Regions from separate parts of the Mus musculus genome. Here region 2 is linked to region 1. Evidence: chromatin contacts called from public ChIA-PET data. All regions are on one chromosome and are shown on one strand. The core of a region is the stretch at or near the end of the contact, and the rest is flanking DNA. Distances in the headings are between cores, read along the strand shown.

The links. ChIA-PET counts read pairs in DNA pulled down with a chosen protein or histone mark.
Region 2: an SMC1A ChIA-PET map of the G1E-ER4 cell line shows a contact between it and region 1, with 16 read pairs. The contact joins two enhancer-like sites. A contact is called at or near these places in 2 of 39 promoter capture datasets (pre-B cells and stem cell-derived epiblast-like cells), 1 of 15 datasets of contacts at CTCF or cohesin (the G1E-ER4 cell line), 2 of 115 datasets of contacts at active chromatin or transcription factors (embryonic stem cells and intestinal crypt epithelium) and 1 of 9 other capture datasets (adipose tissue).

Annotation. Positions count from the first base shown.
Region 1 is chr2:103,319,728-103,326,430 of GRCm38.p6, forward strand. No RefSeq gene overlaps it. Among named protein-coding and RNA genes, the nearest start is that of Ehf, 20 kb to the left of the region's middle. Within about 2 kb of position 2,059, at least 13 of the 459 cell types and tissues checked have an H3K27ac peak or open chromatin away from gene starts, as enhancers often do. A contact at or near this core is called in the G1E-ER4 cell line, where this site is marked.
Region 2 is chr2:103,410,318-103,416,950 of GRCm38.p6, forward strand. It overlaps a transcript of Elf5 not described here. Among named protein-coding and RNA genes, the nearest start is that of Elf5, 10 kb to the right of the region's middle. Within about 2 kb of position 5,239, at least 2 of the 459 cell types and tissues checked have an H3K27ac peak or open chromatin away from gene starts, as enhancers often do. A contact at or near this core is called in the G1E-ER4 cell line, where this site is marked.

The DNA.
Region 1 (6,703 bases), core at 809-3,308:
CTTATCACAAATCAGTACACACACACACACACACACACACACACACACACACAGACACAGGCTTCTTGCATTCTCTCTCCTTGACTTTTCCTCTCTTAAGCTCTTAGAGCCTTTCATTACAATGTCTTATTTGTGACTCTCTTGGGATGGACCAGCAGAGTGGCTGGTGCATCCTAAGAATCTGTAAACATGTACTTAATGAATGAGGCATGATCTGGATGCCACCTCCTCTGTAGATGACACATATCAGACAATGACAGCCTCACCAGCTTGTTGCATGTCACACATAAATCCTGCTACCTTCATTTTCATTGCTAGCACTTCACTGTCATATCCTAGAAAATCGTAAGCCTTGAATAACAGGCGCATCATGAAAGGCGGTGACCACTGGGAGGTGAACTGGGTGATATTTTTGGCTAATTCTAACCATAACTCCTTAAGGGTAGAAACAGAACACCCTCGGGTTTACAAGGTCATAATAGAACCAAAGGGCTAAGAGGAAGATCAGAAGGTCATTGAATCCATGCCTCTCCCTCCAGGCAAAACTGGCCCAGTCACAGACAAGTGGGAGTTTCCCTGCATTATTAGTAAGAACAATATTATTAGTAATATTAGTAGCGGTATAATAATGGTTCTACTAAAAATAAACACAGGGAAGATGGCATCAGCCTCATAGGTCACCCTTTCCAACACTCAGTAGGATGCAGGAGCTCATCTCAATAGTATCAGTGAGCTTGTTCAGTGAGAGCTTTCCTCTTGAACAATAGGTTCTCTATTAGAAGGCAAAGACAATGAGGACAGCCAGGCTTTGAAGGAGCTCACACACAGCAGCTGGGGGCCACACATTAGTGAGTTACAATCAGACATCTCTGCCATTTATAAACAACTCAACTTTTCCCTGTGCAGAAGGCTTTCTGCTTTCTAAATATTTACCCACTCACAATATCATTTGATCCCCACATCAACAGTCATACGTTCATTGAAGAACTGGAAGAAGCCAAGACTGATACAGGACTGATCAGTGTCCCAGCATTCTCAGACCTGAGTGGTTGAGCTATGATAAAGCAAACATGGTGTCTGGTGGCCAATTGAATACTCTTCCTGACTTATATTCAGTTTTTTCAGTGTGGAAAGAAGATAAGGGATGGAAAAATTGGGCCATGCACCGGTGAACAATGTCTTCACTAGATATGGAAGACGTAATACATTCCAAGCACTGACCCAGGGTCTGGGACAATAGCAAGTGAATGAACAGATCGTCAAGAGGGAAACCACAGCAGCCCTGCCCTCATGAAGTTGGCGTTCTAATGCTGTAGTATTTAATGGTCACCTGAAATGGCATGGCTTTAGATTACCTAGGGACCTGGATTTACCCAGTTAATCACAGAGAAAAGTGCACCTCCTCTGATCTCTTTCATTCTTTACCCACTTCAAAGGAAGTCTCTCCATTTGTGGACAGACATCTCACATTCATAGAAAGAACTGGAGTTCCAATATGAGAATTTCATTCCCATGCTGGATTTTAGCATAGGTATTTATGTACACACACACACAAAGTGTGTGTGTGTGTGTGTGTGTGTGTGTGTGTGTGTGTGTGTATACAGCTACTGCTGTTTGTTTTCTATTACTGGTAGTGATATGATTGCTTTATAAATGCATGAATATTCCTTTTCACTGAAATACAGTAAATGGTACATATTTGTGGGGTGTGGGGTAGTGCTTGATACCTGTATACAGTGAGTAACGATCAAATCAGAGGAGTGAGCTTCTCCATCTCCTTTAACACTTGCCGATTCTTAGCTTGGTGGCTTTTATTAACTCTTCAAACTCTTTATGCAATGTAAAATAGAGTGTCATGAACTGTAGTCGCCATGCTATGCTGGAGAACACCAGAACTCTTTCTTTAGTGAGTGACTCATTTTAAAGGAAGATCTAAGAGGCTAATCAAGTAGGTGGTAAATGTACCAAATAAACAAAAGGAGGTTTGGGGAACTTGAACGGGGCGTTACTGTCATACTGGGAGTTGCCAAGAACAATTCTACATCTATGTCTGAAGACTTAGATATACTAAAGTCACCTTATCTTGGGCTTTTAAGAACCTGGGGCCTGGGGAGATAGCTCAGTGGGTAATATGCTTAGCCATGTAAGCATGAAAACTTGACTTCAGATCCCCAGGACCCACACAAATATCAGGGCATGTCTGTTTGTGCTCTCAGTGTGATCTCAGTGCTAGCGAGGCAGAGATAGACAGATCCTTGGAGCTTGCTGGTCTACTCTAGCTAATTGATAACTTCTGGGTTCGATAAGAGACCTGTCTCGAAAAATAAGGTGGGGAAAAATAGGAGAAGAAACATAACATCATTTCTGCACATGTAGGCATGTATCTACATACATGATAACATGGACACAAACACATACATCATTTCTGGCCTCTATACATGAAGGCATGTATCTACATACTTGGAAATATGTTTAGAAACACACACATTACTTAAGAGCCAGAATGAGACAGTCCATAGGCTTAATGGTTAATGTTTTAATTGTCAATAATCTTCAGCACTCTACCCATCCCCCAATCACCACCGAGCTCAATTCTCCAGAAGAGAAGCTCTGGAGCTAAGCCTTGAAGCCTGACCTCAGACTACAAACTCACATCCTTATCTCAATCACAAGGGGCAAAGGTTACCTGCAAGAAGCTCCCTCAAATTTAATGACCCTGCTTTCCCAGAAGCCAGCAACCTGTTCTTCATAAAAAACCAAAGAGGCCATTCCATGGAGCCCAGTTGCTCACAGGGTGACAGCCCATAAAGGTTCTAAAACACCTGAGAACCTCACCAAAATGCCTTGCTGCCACAGACCACCAGAAAAAGCCACCTTAAGGTAGGGTCTGGAAAGCTGCATTCTGTCCTTCTTTGGGGGACATGATGTTTTGCTTACTGGAATGAAGAAGCCAATGATCTTAGTTGGAGACACCATATCAATAGGCTTACTGTGTGAACCAAGTTACAAGCCACAGCTGTAAGGTCTAGTGGCTGTCTACATGCACTCTGGAACTGAATGAATCTGGGTACAGACCCTTGCTCACCATCAGAAGGAAATGGTTGAGTGACTTCAGGCAAGTCACTTCCCTACTCTGTGGATCAGTTGCCCCAGCTATAAAATGGGATAATAATAGTATAATGTGTACATCATCAGGAATTTTGAGGGATTCCATAGTAGAATGTATCAAACGTGTAGTACCTATAGTATGGTGACTGACTTGGCATAAGCAAAGGAAACAATGTCTGTGACTAAGGTGGGATTGGGTACACTTTGGTAACTAAGGATGACTCAAGGAAGTTTACAGACAAGAGGTAAGAGGCGAGAGAGTAGGGGGAGGGTGAGAACACGATCCAGGATCTCTAGATTGTATTTACCTTCTTCCCTTCAACATTCGAGGTTCCCACACTAGAGAGGTGAGCTTGGATCATGTCTCACTCCCCACGCTCTGACATCTAGCTGCCCTGGAGATTCTGCCAATTTTCTGAGTTACCCATGGTGTGTAGCAACTGCTCACCAAATAAAATAAGCTAGGGAGATCTGGAAGTTTTATAGAGACAGTCTAGGCCATCATGATAAAGGGGTGTCGGAAGACCCTACATTTCTCTGACATAGAAGATACTGTGGTCTTGCCATTCTAGCACATCCTTTTCTTCATCTGAGGGCAGGGGCTGTCTCCTGGTGGAGGACAACTGGGTAGATCACTAATTTTTGGTTTCCTTTTCCAGCTGATCCTTGCTGAGATCCTACTGGATGCCTGTCCTGTGTTTATGAAATACACTGTGTGCTGGGTACATGCTGGCTCACCCAGTTGGTTCCACAGATGAGAAACCAGAATTAAGGAATAACTGGTGGCTCAGCCACTGAGTAGCATGGCCAGGGTTCAAATCCAAATGTCCTGATTCTTACCACCTGGCCCCAACTTCCATATTCCCTTGTAAAACACAGAGTCAAAAGTTCCCATAAAGAGGTCCATCCCTTGACCTACACCTGTTGTCTGACCCAATGTCTATGGCTGGTCACTGTTTAACTAGTTGGTAGAATACAATAGTTTAGAAATACAGTTGGGCTGTGTAAGAAGAGTGGCGCTTCTCAAATTGCAAAGTGTACACCCGTCATCTGGAAATCTTGTGAAAAGATGCACATTGAAGGAAGTTGGGAGCTGGAGCCTGGGATGCTGCTTTAGACCAAACTTTTATGTTATACACATGATGCTGGTCCTAGAGCACTGCCTGAGCAGTGCAAAGCTCTCTTGGGAGTCAGTGTGTATGAAGTCAATAACCAACACTTGTGCTTTCCTGCCACGTCAGCTAGAGCCCATTCCTTAAACCTGCTACTCAAGGTTACTGGCTGGTTTGAATAAGTTCCCACACATTAAGTACTTTTTCCAGTCTCATTTGCCACATAGTGGGCACTCAAAAACACTTCTACCTTCTAACAAACCATAAGACCAAAATGGCTTTGATCATGGTCAGCATAGCACAAGGCGCTTTGCGGCAGCTGCTGGGAAGGAGGAGAGGAGGGCACTTTCAGGCTGTGCCAGCTTCCTTTGCCTCCCACCATGGGAGCTTCCAGCTGGCAATCATTGAGTACTTTTTCTTCCACTTGTAAAAGTTTTGGGGGTGGGGGTGGGGGTTATCTACAATATTCTGAAAAGGCAGGCAGTAACTTAAAAATTGAAGCATCTGTACTGGGTCCAGCTGATAGCATCAGCAAGGAGGTGGGGGACACTTATCAGTGAGTTCCCAGAGACATAAATTAAAAGCCCCTTGAGGGTATGAGATTGGTAAGATGTTGTGGGAAACCCTGGCAGGGGCATGAGCTGTGCTGCGATCCAGATATTACAGGTTGGCTCCTCCTCTGTGGCTGAGGGAACTTGTCTCTATACTCTCAGCGCCCTCTCAGTTTTCCTTGTCACTCAGCATCTTCCTTCCAGTGGCTCTCATTCATAGCAAGGCATGAACAGCTGTCAGCACCTGGATGGAAGTCTGGGATTTTGATTTCCCCAGAATTCAAGCCTCCGACTGAAAGCAAACCACTCCCGTGAGAGCATTTGGACACTGGCCATGGGAAAGAGACAGTTGAAAGAGCCCGTTCTGTTGTTTTGAGGTCAGGGGGGAACTTAGATGGGATTCCAACTCCGGGAGTCAGCAGCAACGTGACCTGAAACAGGACAGCAAACTCTCCACTTGTAAAGAGGGCTTATTCTCTTGAACACAAGTTAGTATATAAAGTTGGGGGATAATAGATAGGAAGCTCTTGGGCTTGCCTAACACCGCCAAACCCTCCATCAATGACCAGGATTATGAGCTGTGCAGCCCCTTCTCCTGACCTCCTAGGAGGGGCTGGCCACTCCCTTTGACCTCAGCCTGTCTGTCGTCTTACCATGTTGGCCTAGCCTACAAACAGTATCCTGTCTGTCTTTCTTTTCAGCATGAATCCAGTAAAGGCAGGTAGCTGACTGACCTATCTGAGGTTTCCAAGCCCTGTACAGAGCTGCATGGACAACTTGCCCTGTTTGCTCCTTGGGGTTAAGTCTTGGCTGAAAGCAAAGGGTCCTAGCAGAGACAAATCAGTGGCTGCCAACAGCCTATCAGCCAGGTTCTGCAGCCTCCAGGGACTGGCATGCTTTTTTCTCCCCAGTGAACAACCTCGGTTTGATCCTGGGGCTTTTCCTGGCATGCCAGGTCCTGGCATGTGTGGGCAGGGACTCGCTAAGCTCTGGGTTGGGCATTTTCTCAATTGTTTCTTTCTCTTTTTCTTATCTCTGGCTAGTTAGTGATTAACTGCACTCAGAAAGTTTCCCAGCCTCCCCAGGAGCACAGGTGGCCACTGGGTTAGAGAACCTGACTCAGACTCGGTTCTCTTTGCAAGACCAGGAGGATTTGAGGCACAACCCTGGGGAATCACACACCCTTTGGGGCTGGCTAAGGTCTAGAAGGTTTGCTGGGAAGGATGCAAGGATGTGGGTCTGCTGGTTCCTTGTGGGGTAGGCGGAGCTGAGAGATGATGACCAGGGTGTGGAAGACACGACCCATTCTGGAAGATGTGTGTAAACCCTGACCTTGGGTAGCTTCTATCTTGGGTTGCTCCTTTTGCAGGTGGCTCCTGTAGGTGGAGAGCAGAGCAGCCACTTGGTAGCAAGGTCCACCCCAGTGAGCCACAGAAGAGAGCCAAAGAAGCTCGTTTTCTCAAAAAGGCTTTGCTTTCCTCCTGTTTGTTCGCTTGCCCTGATCAAGATGGAGAAGACCCTCTGTTACCATCCACTTCAGCCTGGACTTGGGTCCCTTGGCTCATGCCCACTTGGCTCCTTTTCAGCTCAGGGTCCTCACCTTGGCTGTTCTCTCTCTACCTCATTTGTCTCCCCTATACTGGAGGACAACCTCCTCGTGCTCCCATGTTTCACTCTCAAGCTTCCCAGGCTGGAAAGGCAGCACCAATGCCCCAGCTCCACTCCCTGTGGTGCCTGTTTGTGCACTAAAAATATTAGGACTCCCTTTGCTTGGGAATTTAATGTATAACGTTTAAGCTCCCTGAGGACAGGTCTTTGTGATGGTCATAGCTGCAGCTACAGAGACTGCCAGAACCCCCTGGAGCCCAGAAAAGCTAAAAACATTTGTAGGATTGATGAATGAATCAATGGGCAACCTTCCTTGCATGCTCA
Region 2 (6,633 bases), core at 3,989-6,488, 94 kb after region 1:
TTCAAATCAAACTCAGGGTTTCTTGTGGCACAAGTGCTGAACTGACCAAACCAACAACCCCCTGGGTACACTGAATGTGTGAGTTGTGCTCACCTTTCTGAGATCCTCAACCTGGAAGACAGAGCTCAGGTTAGATTTATACCTATATTCCTACCCATGGCTAGAGATTTGCAACCCAGGTATGAATCCAGGAATGAACCAAACAGACAGGGGACCATACCCAGCCTAGGCCTTTCCAACAGGAAATAGCCATACATCAATTTACCAATAGCCTGGAGATGATCGATATACAAAGAAATAGTATGTAAGCAGATAAGTGTCCAATAGTGGGAAACGCTATGAGAGGACTAAAGTAAAATAGGGATGCTGAGGGAAAAAAAAAAAAGAGGCAACCATATTATACCATTATGCATGGGGTGAACAACATGGCCACCTTGACAGGAGGGTGTCCAGGAAAGGCCACCCTACTAAAGAAAGAAGGAATAGACATGATACATACATCACAATGAGAGAGCCACTGCCACATGTGGTTGGCTTCACACAAGGGCTCTGGAGAACATACATGACTTCTTAACTAGGGCCATGAATGTGTGAGGAACTCTGGCCAGCATGCTAGGCCTGCCACAAGTAGGTAGAGTGAGGACCACACTGGTAAAAGAGGCACAGCCCCTGGTCTCGATGATGATGATGGCCCCTCATGGAAGTTCCCAGCGTGGATCTGGTAGAAACTCTAGCTGGGCAGTATGCTCACGGTTGACACTAGGAAAAAGCTGCCCCAAGAAATGTAGGAAGTACTGGGCTGAGGAAAATGAAACAGATTCCTTCTCTGGAAGACTTCTCAGAAGCTTTAATAGGCTAATAGGCTTTGTGAGTGCCAAGTAGAAATTGTGGGTGACAGTCTCTACCCACACAGGTGCCCAAGGAAAGTGTTCTTTGAACAGTAGCTGGGGCTATTGCTCCCGGAGTGGGGAGTGAGAGAGTAAAGTAGACAGAACCCGAACAGGACGCATAGTTAAATAAAGCTATGGAAGGGGCAAAGCCGACTGAGAAAGAGAGCTGTGTGGAGCATCCCGAAGGCAAGCAGACCTCCACAACTGCTTATGTCCCAGCTGCCATGGAGTAAGCCTGCCTATGGCCATCCCCAAAGGCCTGGCTTCACCCAAGCTCCTGTGGTAACCTATGAGTCAGCCTCCCTCGGGGCCAAGTTTAGCCCTGACTGTCTGGCTAAAGTGGTTGTCTGACCTCCCTAAGCCTCCACTAACCCCTCTATAAAAATGGGGATGAAAATATTGCCCTCCCTCTCTCAGTGGCACGAGGCTGGATAATTACTATTTGGCAGGGTGCTGAGGTGCTGACAAGCTCTGTCTGACACATTTCTCCTGTGCTCCTTGGGACGCGGAGCCTCACCTCCCTAGGAGTCCATAGGCCTGTCACAGGTAGCACGCTCAGGCCATAGCAACGTGCACCAGGGAGCAGGCGTCTGTCTAGGGTGCTCTGTCTCTCTGTCTCTCCCTGTCTTATGAAGCTCCAGTGAGAGTCAGAGTCTTGCCTAACCCTCTGGCTGATAGCTGGCCATTGTGGAGGTGCGGGAGCCAGCTGGAGGCTGCCATTCCAGGACCCTGCTACACCTGGGAGGCTGCTTAGGGCCGGGCTACCCAGAGGAGGTGCCACCTGCCTGGAAGCAGTCATGCAGTGGCCATCTCCCTGAGGAGGAGGGGCCCATGCCCATCCAGCCAGGGCCTTCACAGGGCAGGGACATGACATCAGATCACCTGAGTCCAGTTCAACCTGGCGGGACAAATGAACTGAGGTAAGTGCTGCCTGTGTATGTGTGAATGTGCTGAGAGAAGAGGGGACCTTGAGGGACTGTCACTCTGTGAACACAGCCAAATTTGTCCCATTCCTTCCCTAGGGAGGAAAAGAAGGGTTCCCCCCAGCAACTGCTAAGGAAACTCAGAGGCTCTCACACATTCAACTGAGTTCATCAGCTTATGGCCACCCCTAAAGGCTTGGGCCCTCCTTAGAGAGTGTGTATGGTGGTCTTTTCTGATTAACTTTTCTCCCTCCAGCCTAACAGTGGGATTCATTTCGACTGACCTCAATAGGATGGGAACCCATCATGGGGTTAGCAAAGATGTACAGTACAGGACACATTTGCAACTAGGCTAGAGTCCCTTGGAGACAGCTCTGTTGAGTGGTTCAGAAATGGAGGAATGTAAAAAGAATCTCTGTTGTGACTTGTGTGGTGTTGAAATGCGGAATGCAGCTCATCTTGGGCAGAATGGGATTCTAGTGCTACGCTCCACCATGGGCAGGTAGCAGCTCCCATTCCCATACAGATGGCTTTTCCCTGTGATTCCGTGTCTATGGGTTTCTTTCTTAGCACATGTGTGCCTCCTGCTTGGCCCCAGAGCATCCACTTAGAGTGACCTTCTGTTTCCTTCCGTGGCTAAGTCAATGCTGTAAGATGCACGTGATAGAGCTGGGACCTAAAGGGTGCCGATTCAAACCCTTGCTATTGTAGGTCATTTTAAATCCAAGACCTCTTTATTCCTGGAAACTGGAAGGACAGGGGATGGATTCAATGAGAGGACACCAGCCTCGTTTAAAATCGGTGGCTGTCTTCGGCCCTAGCGTGCTACCAAGTGACCTGTCACTGTCAAAGGAGCCATGGGAAGAATCTCTGGCATGTCGTTAACCTCGTTCCAACATGTAATTAGCCCAAAAGGCCTCCCCACTGCTTCCATTCAGCATTACATCATAAAGAATTAGATACTTTACTGTTCAGAGGACACCAAGGAGACTTGAAAGAGTTAATTATGGCTCACCAGAGTCTGTCCCCAAGATCCCAAGACCCAGACATTAAACTGTTTATTTTCAAATGTCAATCTTCAAATCAACGTGTGAGGCAGCTTCCTCCGAGGAATAACTGAGCCTGTCACTGGCTAAGGAGGTGGGCTGGAGGAAGTAACTTGATTGCGCCACCTTTTGGTGGGGGCTGTGATCTTTTCTGGGGTCTTAACTGCACAGCTCTGGAAATAATAGGAAGGCTGGAAATCTACTTGCCCTCTTGGTTCTGTGGAGTGAATCCACCTAGAGTCATTTATAATCTCTGAGCTAGAGAGAGCCAGCAGTGAGGCCAGAGTTCAAAGGGAGTTCAGCTCTAATCTGGATGTGACCATCTGAACCAATCTAACCATGCAGGCTCTGAGGACATTATTATCACTCAAGTGTAATTACAGATAAAATAGTTTTATTAATCAGCTTCCTAAGGGGACTGCGTTTATCTGATGGCTGCTGTGAGTAATGTGGGTGTTTCGAGAGGGAGGAGTCTATGCCGGAATGGTTGCATATGTGTGGAGGATGCGAGGTATTGGGAGCGACAGATACAGGAGAGAGTGTGGCTGGAAATCTATCTAGGTGCTTGTGGGTCTAGGTGAGAGGAATCAGAGTGTGAGGCAACACTAAGGTATGTGTGTGCTCAGGCCAGTGCAGCTGCTCGTGAGCTCGTGCCTGCTTTCTCATTACACTTTGCTATTGGTCATGATACTTTTTCCCTCCCCCTACCCCACCCCCCAAAAATAGATGTCCATATTAGTATGTAGCTGGAGTTACAGGGCTCCCAATTTGAAAATTACACCTACAGGTGACCTCTTTGGCCACAAACTGTCAGTTTTTCAGATCTTATCTCCAGACCTTTCTTGGCTTATTAAGTATCAATCATCTTAAGCCTGTTTGCCAGTTGTGAAGGATCCCAGAAGGGCAGAGCTCCTCCTGAGCACCTCCTGACCAGGGATTGACCGGACCTAAAGTCAACCCCACTCTGTTCTGAGATGTGAACTTTGTGGGCACAGTTCCTAAAGATATCTCAATAAGCCTACCAGCCTGCCTCTAACTTGGTTAAGCCTCAGTAGTACTAAATGGGATGGGTAACACTCCAAGACTAGGTTCTGCCAACAGCGAGGCCAAGGGCTAAGCAACTGCCCAGAGATTCTGGCATATAAACAGAGCAAGCCCAGTCACCTTTGACCTTCCTTCCCTGTCCATTCAAAACACTGGGCACCTGGACCAGCTTTCTCAACACATGACCTATAGCTCCTGGCCAATTATACAACTCAACACTCAATTTGGCTAGAATGCTTGACTTTAATTAGCCCCCCACCCAACTCAGAGGTCCTTGTGCAAAATCTGCCCTCTGGCTTGCACATTGCCCAAAGTGCAGCTGCAACCTGGAGTGGACACAGCCGGAGAACCAGAAAAGCCAAATGACTATTTCCTGTAGAGACAGGTGGCTTCCATCTCCCATGGGCAGGTGTAGAAAGGTGAGCTTGCAGAAGTCCCACCCATGGGACTGTCAGAAAGATGTAAGTAGCGACAGCTGGGATTGGTGTGGCCAAATGGCAAATCTTTTAGATACTCTATAGTGATCTATGGTGATTAATGGACTTTCTGTTTTCCCAAAAGGGCACACTGGCAACCAGAAGGGGGAAAAGAAGGGTAGGTGGAGAAACAAATATTTTATAAAATTCCTGCTCTAGCTAAGTTAAATAAGGACCACTGACCAAATGTGATCACCTTCTCTTAACCACGACCACATGGGCAGGAGAATGTCTACCCACGTTGAAAATGTATATATCTGTGCTGTTCCAACTGATCTAGTGGACAGCCAAAACTGTATTTATCATGGTGATTAGTAAGTCTGATGCTATAGAGGCTGATTAATATCCTTATTACAATAATAGTCTATTGACCATTTAGTATGTGTCAGGTGCTGGGCTCAGTGCTTCCTATACTACAATAGTTCATTCTATTATAATTCTTAGATTTATCTATATGAGTCTTTTTTGCATGCATGTATGTAAGTGTACCACATGTGTGCCTTGTGCCATGGAGGTCAGAAGAAGACATCAGAACCTCTGGATCTGGAGTTAACAGACAGTTGTGAGCCATTATGTGGGTGCTGGGACCTGTACCCTCTGCAAGAGCAGCCAGTGCTTTTAATTGCTAAGCCATCTCTCCAGCCCCCATTTCCTTCAGTTGTCTTCAAACCCCCATGAAATGATAATTTCTTTGCAGATGAGGAAACTGAAGTTCAAAGAGATCCAAAAATTCAGTTGCCAAGTTGGTAACATTGACATCTGAACTCTTAGCCTCAAAGCCTCAAAGGTCTTTCTATTCCTAGATTTTCCTCAAGTGCCTCTCCATCTGGCTTCTACTCTTAGCAAGGCCACGCCTGCCTGTCTATCAGCCACACCTCCAGAGAATGATCAGGCCAGCCCCTATCTCACTGGTTCCCACAAGCCAGAGGGATAGCTGTCATTCAAAATGGAGACAAAGCCTACCCATTTGCTTTAGCTTCCTTGAGAAGGATTAAAACATGGTTCATAGAGAGGGATGCAAGTGACAGCGACATGTGGGATTCTGTGGGCTTTACTTGGACTCTAGTTTCTCAGAGATAATATCCAAAGGTGTGGACCCTGGACCTCTTACCTGGGGCCAGTCACACCCCATACAAGATCTCCCTATGTTTATGAGTTTAAAATACAAATGTGTCCATGTTGAGGGGAACTTGCCTGGTGGGACCAGTCGGCCTTTCAAAGGTAAGGGCCCTCCAGGTTTATCAGTAGCAGGAACCCTCAGACTCCACTTAGGACATAATGGCAAACTCTGTGATAAGAAGATGCCAGAAAACTTCAGGATAGCTTTATAAAGCAACATAATGACGCCTGCTTCCTTGCACAAGTCGGTGCTCCCACTCTACCCCTAAACAGAACCAACCTTTAGGAAATTTCAGGGAACAATCCATATCTTTGAACTTTAGTTATTTATTCATTTATTAGAAACAGGGCCTCACTATGTAGCCCAGGCTGGCCTCAGCCTCCTGAGTGCTGGTTTGGCTTGTGACATCATGACAAGACCTTTGAACATTTTAATGGCAAATACATACAATAGTGGGAAAAAATAAGAGGTTGGTGAAAAAATATTATTTCAAAATTGGTAAAAGAAACAATTAAATTTAAAAAAAAAATGTCCATAATGAGCACCAGTTGATGCGCAAAAAACCCTTGGGAGTAAGACCAGAAGCCAGCATTGTGGGACACTGTGACCCACTGTCAGCTTGCGGCCTCGCACGTGTTTTCCCCTAAAGACTGATGAAATCTGAGGTTTTTCAGTACTGAAGTCTTCTCGAACTGGCAAGATCTACCTTTTTGTTCACAGAGATGCTGGATTGAAAAACTCACCCAGTACTTCCTGTGCCAGCCCTCTGTGACTCGGAAGTAGTAGAGTTAGCCACACCCTTTCTCTCACCTTGTTACTTCCAACTTGGGCTGGTGTAAACAAGATCCCCTGTTAATCCCCAGACTGAGCACAGGGTCAGTGGTCAGTGGCCTGGGCTCTGGGCTAAGGGATCTTGTGGAGGAAATTCAGGCTCAGCTGCTTAGCCGATGACTTTACACAAATCGTAGAAGCTCAGTGAACCTCAGATTCCTCCTCCATAAAATATGTATAATAACAATCCCCACTCCTACGATGGTTAAGCCCGAGGCATAATAACAATCCATTTTTAGCAGGTCATCACAGCTCTTCATTGTCCAGTCGGAATATCAAATCCCACTGAGCCTCCGCACCCTT